Regions from separate parts of the Mus musculus genome. Here all the other regions are linked to region 2. The links are chromatin contacts, called in public promoter capture Hi-C maps. All regions are on one chromosome and are shown on one strand. The core of a region is the stretch at or near the end of the contact, and the rest is flanking DNA. Distances in the headings are between cores, read along the strand shown.

Region 1 (3,168 bases), core at 649-3,148, 2.0 Mb after region 2:
CTAGGTAAGAAATATATGTAACATACACTCAAAAAATGTCACTGGAGGCTTAGAAGAAAAGATTTGGAAGCTTTGACAGTAAGTATAGTTTCTTGTACTTATACCCAAAGAAAGCTTTTCATGAAGTGGTGTAATGGGTGGCTTTAAGGAAAAGTTAAAGGGAGGCAAATGCCTCGAAATACTTAAAACGTTTTTTTACACTTTTAATGAGTGTGTATGTGCAGCTAATACACACAGAGGACAAAAGGGAGTAGCAAAACCCCCGGAACAGTTGTTATAGATGGCTGTGACTCTACATATGGGTGCTGGGAACCGAACCTGGGTCCTCTGCAAGAGCAGCAAGTACTTAAACACTGAGCCATCTTTCCAGCATCCCCCAAAATGTTTCCATTATCCATCTTTAACAAGTGTGATGCTAACATAAACCAACCTACTCACGGCCCCTCTAGGATTGCCAAAGCTATCCATGAGCTTGGATGTTCTGTATTTCATGACATGAGAGACGAGGGGGCAAATGGAAGACTACTGTAATATGGGGGAATCCCAAGAGAAAGCAGAGACTGAGCATACCGCCATAGCCTAAATAATACTGTGCAGATGGAGGCTGTGAACTAGTGAACTTGACTAATATTCTATAAGATCTCTTTATTTAATAATCTCAAAGATGCTTTAGCCTGTCAATCAAAATAAATACACAACATCAAACATCAGCACAGAAACTGGAAACTGAGTCACAGCTCTTTTTTTTATTTTTTTAAGAGGACCAACTTCTGAGAATGCCCGGCATGCTTAAGTTCCCTGGGTTCCATGTTCAGGACTACAAAACTACCATTCACCTAAAAACGTAGTGGCTCCAGAACAGGACCTACCTTTTGTGTAGGCAAGAGAACCCTCTGGGGTGCAGTTTCATCTGCGGCTAAAGGATCTCGCTGGCTCCGGTGGACCAGGTGAAAAGACACAGCTTTCTTCTTCTCTATAAAGGGCTTTTTCTTTCTGTGAGGCTACAAAATAATCAGGAAAGGTCAATAAAACAGAACCCCCACACAGTGGGCAACGCCACAGCCACAGGTACACTCAGTTAAGCATGTGGAGGGTGAACAGATATTTCAGATTTGTACACCTAAGCCAGACAGGACAGGAGTCCCTGTCTCCTGAAGGATCCATACTTACCTTCGCCAACAAACCCTGGCTAGGCACCTACTCTGAGACACTTGTTCAAAGGTGCTGGGGAATATGTGGGGCAGTGTGAGAAACTCTCCGCTCTTAGCAAGTAAATCAGTAAGAGGGAAAATCAAACAGGATTTTCAAATCAAAAGCAAATGCCTGAAGTCTCTCTTAATGGGTGCTCTGGGAAGGTCCCCGAAAAGTTTTATCAACAAGACAAGGAGCCTGCCACAAGAAAATATAGACAGACACTTCATCTACAAGGTAGTAAATAAGATTAGGGCACAGACAACTAAGGTTCAGATGATTTACTCCTCGATACATTCGTATTTGCTCTTCAGCTCTGGGTCTAACCAGAGTTGCTACCCAGTGGCCCAAGTGAACCCCGGAAGCAGGGGGCGGAGCTTCTGCGTCACAGGGACGGAGTTACCCAAAGCCTTCAGGACTGGAAACTCCGGGCGTTTGGCGAAAGGGAAACCTTCTTTCTCCTTCCGAAGTGCCCCGGGGGTGACGAAGGTGACTGGTGCCGGGAGAGTGACAGGACTCGGGGCACCAAGCCACGCGGCCAGTGGCCTAAGTCAGCCGCAGGGAGCGGCTCCCTCCCGGAGCACCGCGGTTTTCTCACCATGATGAGGCAGGGACACCCTCTCCGGAACCGCGGCAGCCGAACCGCCGCTCCCCGGTACCTGCCGGCAGCTCCACACGTGGGTCCACAGGGCTAGGGCAGCACGTCACACGATGGCGGGGCAAGGAGCCAATCGCCGGCGAGCCGCTAGGCTGTAGCCGGAAGTTGCGTGAGCCCGCGGTGACAGAACCTTCCCGGGGACTTCCGGGAGGTGGGGCTAGCAGGACCTTCAGTGGGCGGGGCTTTCTGGCTGGAGTTGGTGGCGGCAGGGAGTAGCCTACTTACCTGAGGGCAAGTTTCAGGTTCCAACCTGGGGCTTCAGATATTCCTTACCTGTGCTTAACTCAGAACAAACAAAACAAAAACAATCAAAAACAAACGAAAACAAGACCAAGGCTGTGCAGGTTCATGACAGGAAAGTGGTCACTTCCCTGGCTTCTTCTTCTTCTTTTTTTTTTTTTTTAATATGTTTGTTTGTTTGTTTGGTTGTTTGGTTGTTTGGTTGGTTGGTTGGTTGGTTTTTCGAGACAGGGTTTCTCTGTGTAGCCCTAGGCTGTCCTGGAACTCACTCTGTAGACCAGGCTGGCCTCAAACTCAGAAATCCGCCTGCCTCTGCCTCCCGAGATTAAAGGCGTGCTCCACCACTCCCTGGCCTTCCCTGGCTTCTTGACCTAAGGGGAATCAGTTGCCTAGCAATGTCCAACCAAGGCCTAGCTTCAATAGGCAGAGTCTAACATCTTTAGGGTTTTCGTATTACATCTTTTTGATGAACAACTCCCAACCGTACCTTTAGCACAGTCCATAAGTGTTGGTATTCTGTCTGGACTCCACCCCCACAGATACCTGGCAATTGCCAGGTATTCGCTGCCCCACGGTTACCTGGCAACAGCCAGGTAGACCTGGCCCTATAAAAGGGGCTGCTTGTCTCCCCCTCTCCCATCCTCTCTCATTTGCCTTTCTTTTGCCTCTTGCCCTCTTGCTCCCCATTCCCTCCCCCCCTTGCTCCATGTGTCATGGCCCGCCTCTACTTCACTACTCTCTCCTTCTCTCTGCCTTTCTCTGCCTCGTCTACTTTCTTAACTCCCCTCTCCATGCCCTGAATAAACTCTATACCCCCTTCTCCCAGACCCCGCCAGAACTTATCGTAATAGCTCTTTCTCTTTTTATGATCACAACACTAAGATTATTGGTTTTAGGGGCATTTGATGTAATAAAATAAATTCCGAAGCTCTGATGATTGCATATTTTTTTAAGATGAAAACTAATAAAAACCCAAGGTGGTTTTTTGTTTTTGTTTTTTGAGACAGTGTCTCATGTAGCCCAGCCTTCTGTCCAACTTGAACTACGTATCCTCCTACTTGCATCACGCTAGTGTTGGG
Region 2 (3,383 bases), core at 631-3,130:
CTTTATCAGGAGAAAGAGAGCTAAGATTGGTTATGGGGTGGGAAGGCAGAGCAGTACAGAGTAAGCAAACCTCTTATGGAAGAACATGGCCTATAGGACTTCCACAGCTAAGGAGAAATCGGTGAGTGGCTTTAAACTTTAATTACAGGATGACTTTCTTCTGGGGAAATAATTCAACTGTTGACTTTAGGTTGGAGGTAAATACTAAAGCTGTAAAGGTTCTGTGGCTCTTAAAAAGTGTATTGCACGTCCCCCTTGATGGCAGATTATCTGCTTAATAAGTGTTTTCACCGAATATTTTGAGCTCATTGTTGAGATACACTGCTCAGAAAATTAAAAATATATACATTATTTTCAAATTATTGCTTCTAGGTTAATGTACCTAGTTACCCCAAAGCTTCAGTGCAGGTGTCTAGTGAGATTGATATTCTTTTCATGGCCATGGAGCAAGGAGTCACTTTGGTTGTTACATCTTTTTGTTTAAGAAATACATTCTAGGGAGATAGCGGAGAGTGAGCTCAGAGGTTATGAGATCACTCTTCTCTTGCACAAGATCTGAGTTCAGCTCTGAGCACCCATATTGTGTGGCTCAGCCTTGTCGGATAGAGTAGTGATCTCTTTCTTTGCAAACCAGAACTTGTGTTTATTTTTAACACGTTTCTATAGGTGCCTCCTCTTCTGCCAGCCAGGAGCTTGACTGAGCAGCCATCAGCTTCAAAGCAAATCCTCTATCAAGAGAAAGGTACTGTGCTGAGAATTCAGTCAAAATATTTAAACATTTTGATATTTATACTCTGTTTAGACATGATGTATACTTACTGGACCACAACACAGAAACCAGAAAAAAAAATTAAAATTTTCTTAATTGCAATATTTATCACTATGGACTGGATCCAAGCCTAGCTTAGACATGATACAACACACCTGTATTGTTTCCAAACAAGGCAGCTGAGTTATATGAAAAGTGGGGATTCACGTGTAAGATCTGAGTGTGTCCAATAAGTCGGTTCTCCTGTCTGTACTATCATTAGATTATTTACCATCTACTAGGTGGTAAGACACAGTATTTTCATGAACAGATGTCTCACAACAGGGAATTTCCAGAAAGCCAAATAACAAGCGAACCTTTTCCTCCCCTGGAATTAGCTCTGGTGATTACAAAACAACCAAACAAACAAACAAAAAAAAAAATTACTCCACAGAAAAAAATTCGAAGGACATACAAAGCACTTGGTAAACACACTATTGAAATCCTCAGAGGAGAGACTTTTATGTCTACTGAAGATAGAATTCTCCCTTTGGAAAAGATACTGGGAGGCCTGCTTCAGCATAGCTGTATAATTTTTTTTCTCTTAAAACGTTTAAACATTTAAAGCCTTAGTAATTTTCTTGGCAAGAATAAATTTCTCTCTGGCTTCATTTTTCTCAGTTCCTTTTGAAGACATCGTCTCTGCCTTTTTTTTTTTTTTTTTTTTTTTTCCTTAGCAGATCGAATTCTTTTGGTTTAGTGGATTAATTGTATATTTGTTTGGGTATTATAATTGCTCAGCATCGTGAATTCCGTTTTATGTAACTTTCTGCCTTTTTATGAAAACCACAACTCACATCAAGCCTACCGCTCTGGCAAAGAGCCCCGCCCTCTCTGGCAAGAGGTCCCGCCCCTTCTTTCGGGCCCCGCCCATCCTGCATTTGCTAAAGCCACGGGAGGCGGGGAAAAGAGAGAGGCACAACCACCGCGAGACTTAAACCGTCTTCTACCGGGACCTCAGGGACGGGACATGCGCAGAGGTGCTTTTTGAAGCCAACACCGGAAAGAGGGGCGGAGCGTCCCGACTGGTCCTGCGCGTTCGCCTGGAGCGAGCGCTCCTGCTGGCCTCCTCAGCTGGCGCTGGCGGCTTCCGGCCTGGGTGCCAGGCTTCACCCAGCGTGCAGCGCGCATGCGCAACTCCCGCAGGTGAGTGTGGCGACTGTGGGCCCGGGATCTGCAGCCTGCGAGGAGGGCCGGGCCCGGCGACAGGTGCCTGCAGAGCGGCTGAGGTAGGTGAGGGTGCGTGCGGGCTCTGGGGTTAGAGTCGCGGCGGAGGGAGGCTGGCTCTGCGCGTCAGGGAAACTCCGAGGGCTCCTGCGCAGCTCCGGGATCCGGAGTGATCGGCCCTGCGAGGCCCCGCGGCTCGGCCCCAGCCCGGACGTGGGCCGAGCCCTTCTCGCGTGGGACGGGTGCTTGCTGCCCACGCTTGCGTGCTGAGGCCCTGTCACGAGCTGTCCCTCCGGCTCCTTCTTCGAGGATAACTTGCCTTGCAGGCTGGCGGTGCGTGGGACGACAGGTAGCTGGGAGGGATGCAGAGGCCGCCAAGTTAGGCTGGCAAACTCTCAAGCATTACAGTCGCCTGCAGAAGCGCCCTGGCTCCTGTGCATTGTGTGCACTTTGACGCTGCAGGTAGCGCTAGGTTGGTGAACGAAGATGTTGGTTTCTGGTTAAGGTACCCTGTGGGAGGAACGGTATTGTTTACAGTCTTGCCTTTTCACCGTGGTGCCTTTTAATCCACTTGGCTTGAATTTATCATGGCAAGTCTATGTTTTTCTCCTACGTGTTTGCCTTTGCTCCTGTATTTGCCTAGGTCCCATGATCGCTAACACCACTTTATTCTTTGTCTAAGCTTTTACTCTTTGTCTCAGTTAGGGTTTTACTCCCGTGAATAGACACCATGACCAAGGCAAGTCTTATAAAGGATGACATTTAATTGGCACTGGCTTACAGGTTCTGAGGTTCAGTCCATTGTCATCAAGGTGGGAGCATGGCAGCATCCAGGCAGGCATGGTGCAGAAGATGCTTAGAACTCCACATCTTCATCTGAAGCCTGCTAGCAGAATACTGGCTTCCAGGCAGCTCTTGCAGTCACACACTTACTGCAACAAGGCCACACCTATTCCAATTGGTCCAAACCTTTGAATAGTGATACTCCCTGCCAATCACACTGTTAATCCATAAAACTAGTGTGTGTGTGTGTGTGTGTGTGTGTGTGTGTGTGTTCTTCCCTCCTCTGTATAAGGATCGATCGAAGTTTTGTTAACGCTTTGGGATTGTCAAGCTCATTGGAATTAAAAGAGCAGTGGTGTGGGGTTAAATACAACTAACATGTGAGACAGGCATTTATTTCTGATGTAGTGAGAGGTTTGTCTTCCTAGTTGTTGGCCATCAAGTATAGTATTATAATTTGTCTTCTTTAATGGGATTGTTTCTTAACTGAAAATTTCTACCAAACATGAGTGAAACTGTCACAGCATTTGATACATGAGATCATGGTTAAAGTGTTTCTTACCTGTTAGTTTTGTCCTTGAGGTGACCAATTACCAATCCCTTCTGATGGGAAGACACAGTGGGG
Region 3 (3,393 bases), core at 499-2,998, 2.4 Mb after region 2:
TTTGTTTTTTGAGACAGGGTCTCAATATGAAGCTCTGGGTGTTCTGGACCTTACCTCCAACTCAGAGAGCTGCCTGTCTCTGCTTCCGAGTGCTGGGATTAAGAGTGTGTGCCACCACACCCAGTTTTTTCCTTCCTCTTCATCTCCAAATATAAAACTCTCAATATCGTTTCAAAAAAAACCTATTACTATATGCATATACTCTTTAATTTCTCCTATGATTATTTCTGATCTGCCATTAAGTATTTCATAAACTGTAAGGGTTAGGCTTTTCCCTCTGAAATTGCTAGAGACAATTTTCTTCCCTTAGGTAGAGCAAAAATTTTTCTTTATACGTCTTCCATGACAACTTTATCTTTAGCATATGTATTCTATAATATTGGTACAATTTATATACCTTAGATATTAGAGACTGGAGGTAATATAAAACACATTGTATCTATAAAGTATTTCCTATAAAATATGAACTATTATTCATTTGTGCTATACCTCAGAGATATGCAGAATGTGGTTACTGTTTTACAAATGTCCTAATATTTTAAGTCATATTATGATATATTTATACACACACACACATAGATCAGAGGATAGTGGTAACAGTTCTTAAAACTCAAGTTTTAAAAATTCTTTTAAACTCCCTTTTTGTGTTGTTCAAAAGATTCCCTTCTTAAAATCCCATAATTATTAACTGAGGGTTGTCTTTCCAAGACAAAGGGTTTAAAGCAGTGTGTGTGTGTGTGTGTGTGTGTGTTGCTCCTTCCCTGGGACCCAATGCAGTCAGCCTAGGCAAGCACTCTACCACAAAGTTACAATTCCAGCATCAAGATTTTTATCCTGTTTCTAACTTTCCTCTCAGCCAGTGAACTCAACTATATCACCAAAATGGATCATGACCACAACCTTGCCAGTCCTGACAACACTGCAGAATAAGCACTGTGTTGATATATAGTTTGTACTTTACAATTGGAGAACAGAAATTATCTGCTGTATATTTTACAGCAACATGCTGTTTTCGGTTTACCTTTAAACACCACCTCAAAGAGCAGACTTAAGATAATGGCCCTAGAATATTTCGAAACTCGTGTGAAAGGTTGAAAGCAGAGTTGACAAACAGAATGAAAATCTAACAGGAAAGCAAAAGAAGAAAATTGGAAGGCAAATGTATCTATCTATACGAGAATAGTGCTTTGAAAAGAAACTTCATTGGGGTAGACTCTTGAAGGCCCATGGGGAGAAAAAGGACGGGGGCAGAGTGAGGGGCAAAGGGCACAGAGATCCAGATAAAAGAACTTTAGAGGTTCTTCTTTGACGGTTGAGCCAATCCCTTCGACAAATCCCAGTTTGGTATCAGTGGGCCCTGCCTGTTTTTATAAGTCACCTCTGTCACTCCTTTCTGCCAATGGCCCCTTCTAAAAAGCATGTTGTCACTCACCTCCGAGGACTGTGCCCAGGAAGATGCATTTCTTTTTGTGACGTTTCAGAAAATTCCACATTGATCTCAGCATCTCCAGACCCCGTGTTGTGTGGGTTGCCTAGGGGAGAGGGGCTGGCTCACCGTGTCTTCCGTCCACCTGGCCTGGACCTCCGGCAGCAGCGCGGTGGCGGCGCTAGGTGCTCTCCAGAAACCACAGACGTTTCTCTGAGCAGAGGTTGTGGCTTAAGCGGAGGAAGGGGGCGTGGACTAGAGCGGAGCAGCGACGCTTTCGGTCCCCCAGCCGCCGCTTACTGATCCGGGACGCCTGGGTCCGTCCGCAAATAGCTCCCGGGTGCCTCGTCTTTTCCCGTCCTCCTGGAAGCAAGGTCCGCTCCCGCCGCGTTCCGCTGTCCTCTCTTCTCTCGTCCCTCGGCCCGGAGTCTCTGAGCGGCGGAGGTATGGAGGAGAAGGTGGAGTCCACCACTACTCCAGACGGCCCGTGCGTGGTGTCCGTACAGGAGACGGAAAAGTGGATGGAGGAGGCGATGCGAATGGTGAGGAATCGGGCAGGTGGATGCTGAGAGCGCAAACTTTCTCCCGGCCATATCCTGACCAGAGTAGTTGAGCAAATGTGCCGGGCGCGCTATCTATCATGTCTGAAAATACCTGAAGCAGCAACTTGTTTTATTCTAGGGGGAATTTTTCTTTAGCTTTGTCTCATAGTAATTGGGGTGAAGGGAAAATACAGAAACGGTTCGATTGATGTATTACAGGGAGTCTTATCTGCCGCCTGGGGATGTGTGCTCCCTACCTGCCTATCTTCCTTCCCATGTGGACACATACTTTCAAATCCATAAAGCCACATTATTTTATGGCTTGCTCCCATATAATGGGAGGAAGCTGATGTTTCTGTAAAGGGTCATATCAAAACGTGTCCTGGTACAATCCTCACCGATGATGTGTCTACTCTTTCTACGATACTTTTCTCTGCCCTTGTATTCCCTTCCTTCCTGCGATTCTTATAGATTGCTCATCATGGAGAGCTCTGGTCGTATTTTTACATGTTTTCCCAAGCTTATTACCCATATCGATGTGTGGCAGGGATAGACGTTTGTGGCAGGGATATACATACAAACTATGTATGTATACACAGTTTGATGCTGGGTTTTCATTCTGTGAACATGGAACACCAATTTGTTTACAGCATTGTAAAGGCCTTAAAACTGAGCTCAGCCTTTGGTGTGGGGATATTATTTTTGTTTATTCTTTTACAAAATTAAAATATCTCACCTTTTTATTCTAATGGTTACAGAAGTTCACCTTCATAAGAAATTAAAATCTAGAAGACAGAAACATGTTTTCCACCCCACGCCCCCAGACAAATGGCATAATGCATTCTTTTAATTTTTTAATTAACATCTTTTTTTTTTTTTTTTTTTTTTTTGGTCATCTTTCTCAGAGCTCGGGGTGGGAAGAAGAGAGCCTTTGTTCATCAGTTGTCGAGTTGAGAATTTGTTGGTTTAAGGAAGATCAAGTCACCATTTCAGTGGCAGAGCTTTGGCCTCTTCCAAAGAAGGCCAGCTTCTTAAGTTCAAATCCATCTAAACAGTTAGACCTATTTGACTCAACTCTTTTGCATTTGTGACAAAGGGAAGGGACAGACTGGAAGAAATGGGAGGGGCAATGGAAAGTCTGAGACTGGGTGGAGTGTTGTGGATTTTCAGCCTCAAGCTTTGAACTTGTCCATAGAGGAAATGCATGCACATTTGCATGTATTTGCCCTGGGAAGCAGTTCTTCTCAATCAACCCCCATAGACTGCTTTCCTAGAGCTTCACTTTCTCTCAATGGCCGTTGCATCTGCTCAGCCACTCACCAGCATCCTGGCCTACAAGCTGTGCCTTAGCAATTATGTTGTATGTCTCTTTAAGGTAGCCCTATCATTTCTAGTGAGATAAATTTGCTGGAAGGAGAGAGAGAG

Evidence for each region. Promoter capture Hi-C pulls out the DNA fragments that hold promoters and counts their contacts.
Region 1: a contact with region 2 is called in a promoter capture Hi-C map of pre-B cells, with 4 times the contacts expected there. The contact joins the promoter of Ltv1 here to the promoter of Shprh in region 2. A contact is called at or near these places in 1 of 39 promoter capture datasets (pre-B cells) and 1 of 484 Hi-C or Micro-C datasets (CD4 T cells).
Region 3: a promoter capture Hi-C map of liver shows a contact between it and region 2, with 7 times the contacts expected there. The contact joins the promoter of Pex3 here to the promoter of Shprh in region 2. A contact is called at or near these places in 3 of 39 promoter capture datasets (liver and pre-B cells) and 1 of 484 Hi-C or Micro-C datasets (B cells).

Annotation. Positions count from the first base shown.
Region 1 is chr10:13,191,239-13,194,406 of GRCm38.p6, forward strand. Ltv1 (LTV1 ribosome biogenesis factor) reads right to left here and starts at 1,899. Exons shown (of 11, transcript NM_181470.4): 1 at 1,790-1,899; 2 at 870-1,001. The coding sequence starts at 1,792.
Region 2 is chr10:11,147,550-11,150,932 of GRCm38.p6, forward strand. It overlaps Shprh (SNF2 histone linker PHD RING helicase), which reads left to right and starts at 1,881. Exons shown (of 30, transcript NM_001077707.1): 1 at 1,881-2,037.
Region 3 is chr10:13,551,394-13,554,786 of GRCm38.p6, forward strand. It overlaps Pex3 (peroxisomal biogenesis factor 3), which reads right to left and starts at 1,749. Exons shown (of 12, transcript NM_019961.3): 1 at 1,433-1,749. The coding sequence starts at 1,505. It overlaps Adat2 (adenosine deaminase, tRNA-specific 2), which reads left to right and starts at 1,514. Exons shown (of 6, transcript NM_025748.4): 1 at 1,514-1,968. The coding sequence starts at 1,873.